Linked DNA regions of Astyanax mexicanus: region 1 is linked to region 2. A link is a contact called in public Hi-C data. All regions are on one chromosome and are shown on one strand. Each heading gives the region's core, a stretch centred on a gene start, on an enhancer-like site or on the middle of the called end of the contact. The rest is flanking DNA. Distances are from core to core; before and after follow the strand shown.

The links. A called contact is a pair of places that touch in the nucleus more often than the background predicts.
Region 1: a contact with region 2 is called in a Hi-C map of muscle, with 2.7 times the contacts expected there. The contact joins the promoter of ergic3 here to the promoter of pigu in region 2. A contact is called at or near these places in 2 of 3 Hi-C or Micro-C datasets (blood and muscle).

Annotation. Positions count from the first base shown.
Region 1 is chr5:58,220,334-58,223,957 of AstMex3_surface, forward strand. It overlaps ergic3 (ERGIC and golgi 3), which reads right to left and starts at 1,783. Exons shown (of 13, transcript XM_007258500.4): 1 at 1,633-1,783; 2 at 876-946; 3 at 153-240. The coding sequence starts at 1,720.
Region 2 is chr5:58,076,104-58,079,713 of AstMex3_surface, forward strand. pigu (phosphatidylinositol glycan anchor biosynthesis, class U) reads left to right here and starts at 1,740. Exons shown (of 12, transcript XM_022675289.2): 1 at 1,740-1,892; 2 at 3,044-3,108; 3 at 3,211-3,270. The coding sequence starts at 1,763. si:dkey-6e2.2 reads right to left here and starts at 1,505. Exons shown (of 4, transcript XM_007258495.4): 1 at 1,278-1,505. The coding sequence starts at 1,320. All of the region lies in intron 1 of LOC125802290 (a long non-coding RNA gene), which reads left to right.

The DNA of each region.
Region 1 (3,624 bases), core at 533-3,032, 140 kb after region 2:
TACTGAACTGGGTTTTATAAACTGGGTAATCACAGTCATGATTTAAACATGGTTTATCATTTATCAGTAACATTTAATCTTTAACATGATGAAAAACAATAATAATCCCTCGCAGTTTTGTACAGAACATGGGGATCAGGAGAGTTACTCACAGGCACACGGCATGTGAGGAAACACAACATCAATGTTGATCTTCAGCTTGTCTCCTCTCGAAGTGTCCACAAACAGTTCAGGGTGGACCTGAAACCAGAGACAATAAATGTCCTAATTTTTAATGAATTGTCATTAAAACAGAATGACACAATGAAGGTTCTGCAGGCCTCGAGCACAGCAGGAGAACATCAGCCTGTATAAACAAATCAGCAACACTGATTAATTAGTTCTATTACAGGAAAACAATGTATAACATTTCTACTCGAACTGTTATGTTTTATCAGATTGTTTTTATATTAAACTGTATGTATGTTTTAATTGTGCTACAAAATGATTATCAGTAGTTGCAGAATCTGGTACTAAAACTGCTATTACTGTAATTAGTAGTAGAAGTAGTGATAACAAAAGTAATTGTAATGTAAAATTGATATAGTACTAATATTAGCATAATTATTATTATTAAGAGTAGTATTAGTGGTATTGGTAGTAGTACTAGAACTGATAAATGTTTTTACTATGATTACGGATAAGAAGGAGTGGGGTCGGGGGGTTAAGTGTGGTGAGAGTATAGGGGAGGAAAGGGGCTCTGTGTATAAATCTAGTTGTTCAGTGCAGCATTTATCATCTTCCTGTATTGTGTTTCTTAAAATTAATATTAATAATAAGATTAGTATTTAAATTACAGTGATTATTTATTTTATGTTAATTTAAAGCACACTCACCTCCTTGGTAAGATAATACTGTAACTCTGAGAAAAACAGGATCAGCATGATCAGTCCGCTGATGATCGTAACTGAAAACAGGGAAAAAGTTAGTCTTCAGGGTTTAATACGAATTCTCTTAGTTTAGCACAGCAGAATACTATTCTGTTCTATTATTAACTTCATTATTAAATTGATCGCTGGACAGCAGCACCTGAGCTCAGTTTAACCCCCTATAGCATGATCTTTGTATTTGTTTAGAAAATATATATTTTAGCCTACTATTTAGATCCAGTTTTTACATGAATAAAATAAGAACCACTGATTTATCATGCTCGCTTCGTTTTGTAGCTGCATAATGTTTAGTAGAGGCAACAATTCATAACAGTGTTTTAATAAGTGAAAGTAAACAAAATAGCCACATACAAAATAACGAAACAGTACAATAATAACAAAATAATGAAGGTACATATAATAATCTTATAATTACATATATATTAAACATAAGAAAACAGCCACACAGGGTTAAAATGCTGTTTCACTTTAAAGCTTCATTTAAATCTTCAGTAAAATGCAGTGTTGAGTTCAGTGTTTGTAGGAACTGTGAGTTCCACCTTAAATGTCGCGGCTGTTCTATTCCAGCGCATCAGGCGACACTGCTGTAGCAGCGGGGAGATTTAAGGTGGACAGGATAGTTCCTACAGCAGGGTGAGTGTAGCGCGGTGACCCGCCGCTTCCCGCCGGGGTTCGGTTCGGTCTGGGCGGGGCAGGAACTCACCGGTCGCTCCGCCGCAGGTTTTGATCCTGAAGTCCTCCAGAGTTTTGGGATAAGCGTCAAACTGCTTCAGTTTATTCAGCGCCTCCATCTTTCCCTCTGCGATCCGGTTCACTTCCGCTCCGCACCGGATACACCGCACTCTCTCTGCCAATCAGATCACACCGCGTCGGTTACTATAGATCTACACAACACGGGATTTACTGTCTGAGGATCTGCTGTAGATCAGTTATTGTGGATCAGTTACTGTAGATCTGTAGATCAGTTACTGTAGATCTGTTACTGTAGATCAGTTACTGTAGATCAGTTACTGTAGAGCTGTAGATCAGTTACTGTAGATCTGTAGAGCATTTACTGTAGATCAGTTACTGTAGATCTGTAGATTAGTTACTGTAGATCTGTAGATCAGTTACTGTAGATCAGTTACTGTAGATCAGTTACTGTAGATCTGTAGAGCATTTACTGTAGATCAGTTACTGTAGATCTGTAGATCAGTTACTGTAGATCTGTTACTGTAGATATGTAGATCAGTTACTGTAGATCAGTTACTGTAGATCAGTTACTGTAGATCAGTTACTGTAGATCTGTAGATCAGTTACTGTAGATCTGTTACTGTAGATATGTAGATCAGTTACTGTAGATCAGTTACTGTAGATTAGTTACTGTAGATATGTAGATCAGTTACTGTAGATCTGTTACTGTAGATCAGTTACTGTAGATCTGTAGATCAGTTACTGTAGATCAGTTACTGTAGATCTGTAGAGCATTTACTGTAGATCCGTTACTGTAAATCTGTAGATCAGTTACTGTAGATCAGTTACTGTAGATCTGTAGATCAGTTACTGTAGATCAGTTACTGTAGATCAGTTACTGTAGATCTGTAGATCAGTTACTGTAGATCAGTTACTGTAGATCAGTTACTGTAAATCTGTAGATCAGTTACTGTAGATCAGTTACTGTAGATCAGTTACTGTAGATCTGTAGATCAGTTACTGTAAATCTGTAGATCAGTTACTGTAGATCAGTTACTGTAGATCTGTAGATCAGTTACTGTAGATCTGTAGATCAATTACTGTTTAAGGTTATGGCAGATTGTGTATGTTATGTAGCTGGATAAAACAGGTTGAATGATATTTACACTGTTAATAATTTTCTATATTTCAGGCTCAGTAATGCAGATCCTACGGTGGCCCTGAAGTGCAAAACAAATTAACATGTCAGAAAACAAAATTACAAAAACTAAAACACATTTACAAAACTTAAAACAAATTTACAAGACGCAAAACACTTTTACAAATACTGAAACACTTTTACAAACACTGAAACACTTTTACAAACACTGAAACACTTTTACAAACGCTAAAACACTTTTACAAACGCTGAAACACTTTTACAAACGCTGAAACACTTTTACAAACGCTGAAACACTTTTACAAACGCTGAAACACTTTTACAAACGCTAAAACACTTTTACAAACGCTGAAACACTTTTACAAACGCTGAAACACTTTTACAAACGCTGAAACACTTTTACAAACTGCGATTTCTGACGGAAAGGGAGGGTCTAACACACAGGAAGTGCTTGATGCGGACCCTCCTTGTCAGTCAAGCTGCGTTACGATGAGAGAGTGGAGTTATGGACACTAAACTATGTTTTGTGGCACGTATTTTAGCAGCAGCAGTAAATACTTAAACTATCCCTGTCCTGTTGCTACCCCCGCCGCGGGGTTCACCTAATACCCCGGGGGTTCAGCTAATGCCACGCGGCCATCAGCCACTGCCCCCGCCGCGGGGTTCACCTAATACCCCGGGGGTTCAGCTAATGCCACGCGGCCATCAGCCACTGCCCCCGCCGCGGGGTTCACCTAATACCCCGGGGGTTCAGCTAATGCCACGCGGCCATCAGCCACTGCCCCCGCCGCGGGGTTCAGCTAATGCCCCACGGAGTTCAGCCACTGCCCCGCGGGGTTCAGCCACTCCTGTACTGTATTACCT
Region 2 (3,610 bases), core at 490-2,989:
AATTACAGGACTTTAACTCGGCCACTCCAAAGTCTTCACTCGGTTTTGCCTCAGCCAATCAGAGCTGAACCTGCTGGAGAGTTTTGGGTCATTGTCCTGCTGCAGAACCCAAGTTCACTTCAGCTTGAGGTCAAGAACAGATGGACGGAGATTCTTATTCAGGTTCCATTTATCACAGCAAGTCTCCCAGGTCCTGACACAGCAAAGCAGCTCCAGATCATCACACTACCACCCCCATGTTTTACTGTAGTATGATGCTCTTTTTCTGAAAGGTTACTTTTACACCAGATGTAACAGAACAATGTTCTTTTTGCTCAGCAGTGGGTTTTATCTTGTATCTACAATACAGCAATTTTACAGGACAGAAATGAAACCTTCATCACTTTCAATGGGAGTCAATGTAAAAAAGGTGCATTCAACAAAAATTGTGATACATTGTAAGGTTTGTGTGAAAAAATTATGTAGTAAACTAAAAAAAAGAAAAAACATGCATTTACTAAAAAAACATGGAAACACCAATACAAAAAGTGCACTACATCATGCAACATTTGAGCCATAAAAGGATTTTAAAAGGATTTAAAACTTAATATCTAAGCAGAATAAGCCTCCTGCTTAACTAAAAATCTCATTTTACCCATATTCTCATTAAATCAGAAACATTATATATTACCATAAACAACTATGCGATATATGCATGAGATTCGCCTGTTTATCCTCACTTTTTAAATAATATAGGACATTTTTTTAAATATGGAACACATATCTCATCCCTGGCCCTTATATTAAATTTAAAAACTGCATATTTGTAACAGATCAGCTCTTTAATCAGATTAAAAACACAAAATCACAAAAACACAACTCTAGCTCTAAAACAGAGCTTAGCTGCTTTACTATTCTAACTAAAAATACATAATTTTAGCAGCAGAACAGACAGACAGACTCCCAGCAGCCTCTGCTCTTTTATTATCAGTCTGTTTTTATATATAAACACACAGGCGCTCCTGTGGCCTAATAGAAAACAGCAGCTCTGTTTTTATCATTCTGCACTAAAAACTGGAAATAAAGCCTAAAATCAGTATTAAAATAAAAATGCATGCAAAATTTGAGCCATAAAATGATTTAATACTCTGTATCTTATACGAATTAGGCCGCTGATCCTCCTGTTTAATTATCTCGGGATAAAACGCGGCGCTGTTTACGGTAAGAATCACTCCTAGCAGACTAAAATCAATACTAGGCTAACATCAGTTTTTGGTGGTGTAAAAAAGCGCGCTCACCTCCTAATCGGTTTCGGTTGAGCTTTAATTTCAGTGAAGACATAAAGATCGCTAAATGATTATTTTATCGCGGTGATTAATGTTTTTTAGGAGGTTGAATCCACGCGACAAAAGCCGAGGGTGAAGTTGGCTTCTTGTCCGCCAGCTTCTTAATCGAACTCTCCAGTCCACCTTAAATTCTGCAGCTTTTCCATTCTAACCGCTGCGGGTACATTAGAACTGCTGCGCGCGTTCTGAACGGAACTGCTGGGATTTTTAAGGTGGAACGGGGAGTTCGGTTAAAGAAGCTGGCGAATAAAGAAGCCGACTCCGGCGTCGTCACGGGAAGTAAGGGGGGTGATTTTTAAAAGCGTTTTTTTAGGAGTTGTAGTTTCCTACGGGTTCACCCGAACCAGGGAGCCTTTGCAAAACCGCTACTCTAAAAACTACACCTCCCACAATGCACCCCGCGCCGTGAGGGCGGCTAGCGCGTCTCCTCAGTGAAGATGGCCGCTCCCTTAACGCTTGTTCTGGTTCTGGCGGTGACGGTTCGGGCGGTTTTATTCCGCTCCAGCCTGGCGGAGCTGATCTCGGAGCGGGTGGAGGTCGTGTCGCCGCTCAGCGCGTGGAAGAGAGGTGGGCTGCGGGGCGCTGCGGGGCTCGGGGCCGCAGCGGTGCGGGGATATTGTGGATGTAGCTAATGTTGCTAATGCAGCTCTAATGGATCAGGAGTAGAGGTGGAGAACCCAGGTCCAGAAAGTAAAACTCCATCCCAGGGTTTTATACCAACTGCCTGAGCGGCTCCCGCAGCAGAGGCGACCTGGCAGTGGGTACAAAACCCGGGGCTGGATTTTTACTTTCTGGACCTGGGTTCCCCACCTCCTGTCAGGAGCGAGGCTAAGCTAACTAGCTGCTATCAGTTAACTACTAGTGTTATTACAATTAATAAACAATGTTTTATCATTCAGTGATAGGAATAGTGCATATTTAAACACATATAAAATGACAACAGTTTATATATATAGCTATAGCTTTAAATTAGCTAATCTAATGTTATACATACATAAAGCTCTGTAAAAAATGAAGAGAGCACTTCCGTTTCTGAATCAGTTTCTCTGATTTTGCTATTTATAGGTTTATGTTTGAGTAAAATGAACATTGTTGTTTTATTCAATAAACTACAGACAACATTTCTCCCAAATTACAAATAAAAATATTCTCATTTAGAGCATTTATTTACAGAAAATGAGAAATGACTGAAATAACAAAAAAGATGCAGAGCTTTCAGACCTCAAATAATGCAAAGAAAACAAGTTCATATTTGGTGGAATAATCCTGATGGTTTTTAATCACAGTTTTTTTCATGCACCTTGGCATCATGTTCTCCTCCACCAGTCTTACACACTGCTTTTGGATAACTTTATGCTGCTTTACTCCTGGTGCATCTTCCTCTTGATTATATTCTAGAGGTTTTCAATTTGGTAACATCAAAGAAACTCATCGTTTTAAAGTGCTCTCTTATTTTTATTTTATATATATACAATCACAGCATCACATTATTTTGATCATTTTCTATTTTAGTTTATTCTTCTTATCATGTCACAGCATTTTATTATACTCTTATCTAATATAAACCCTTACACACAACTGGAATTATACCCTGTGCTGGTCAGGAGCAAATCTAGTCAATCAGTTTGATCTAAACAGTAAAAGAATATGAATACTGAGTTCTGCAGATCTCCAGTATTAAAACAGTGTGTGTGTGTGTGTGTGTGTGTGTTCCTCAGTGGTGGAAGGCCTGGCGCTGCTGGACCTCGGAGTCTCGCCGTACTCAGGAGACGTGTTTCATGAAGTGAGTTCTGTAGTTTCAGAGACGTGTGATCTGATTTATTAAATCACTGCTTACTGCAGATATTAGAGATTAGTGTGTGTCTGTGTTTCTCCCTTGTTTTAGACGCCCCTCATCATATACCTCTTTCATTTTGTTGTGGACTATGCAGAGATTGTGTTTATGGTGAGTATTTGAAGTCTTATATTGATTACGTCTCATTCTCTTTATATCCCTGTCTGTGTTTATAGTAAATATGTATAATTTTCAATTTATTGTAAATCTTCTGCAAGAAAGTGAAATAAATCCCATCCCTGTCACACTCTTCTCTTTTCCTCTATCCTCCATATTATACTAGCTGTGCTTGTGTGTATAGGTATGAATACAATGGGCTCAATTTTAGTCATCCATAGTCCAACCGTGTACCATGCAGCTTGATGTAGGGCGTGGTGTCAGTGTGTCTTTGCTATCGTAACAACGGGAAAAGTACACCTTGCTCAAGTTGAAACACACAAAAGGCTGTACT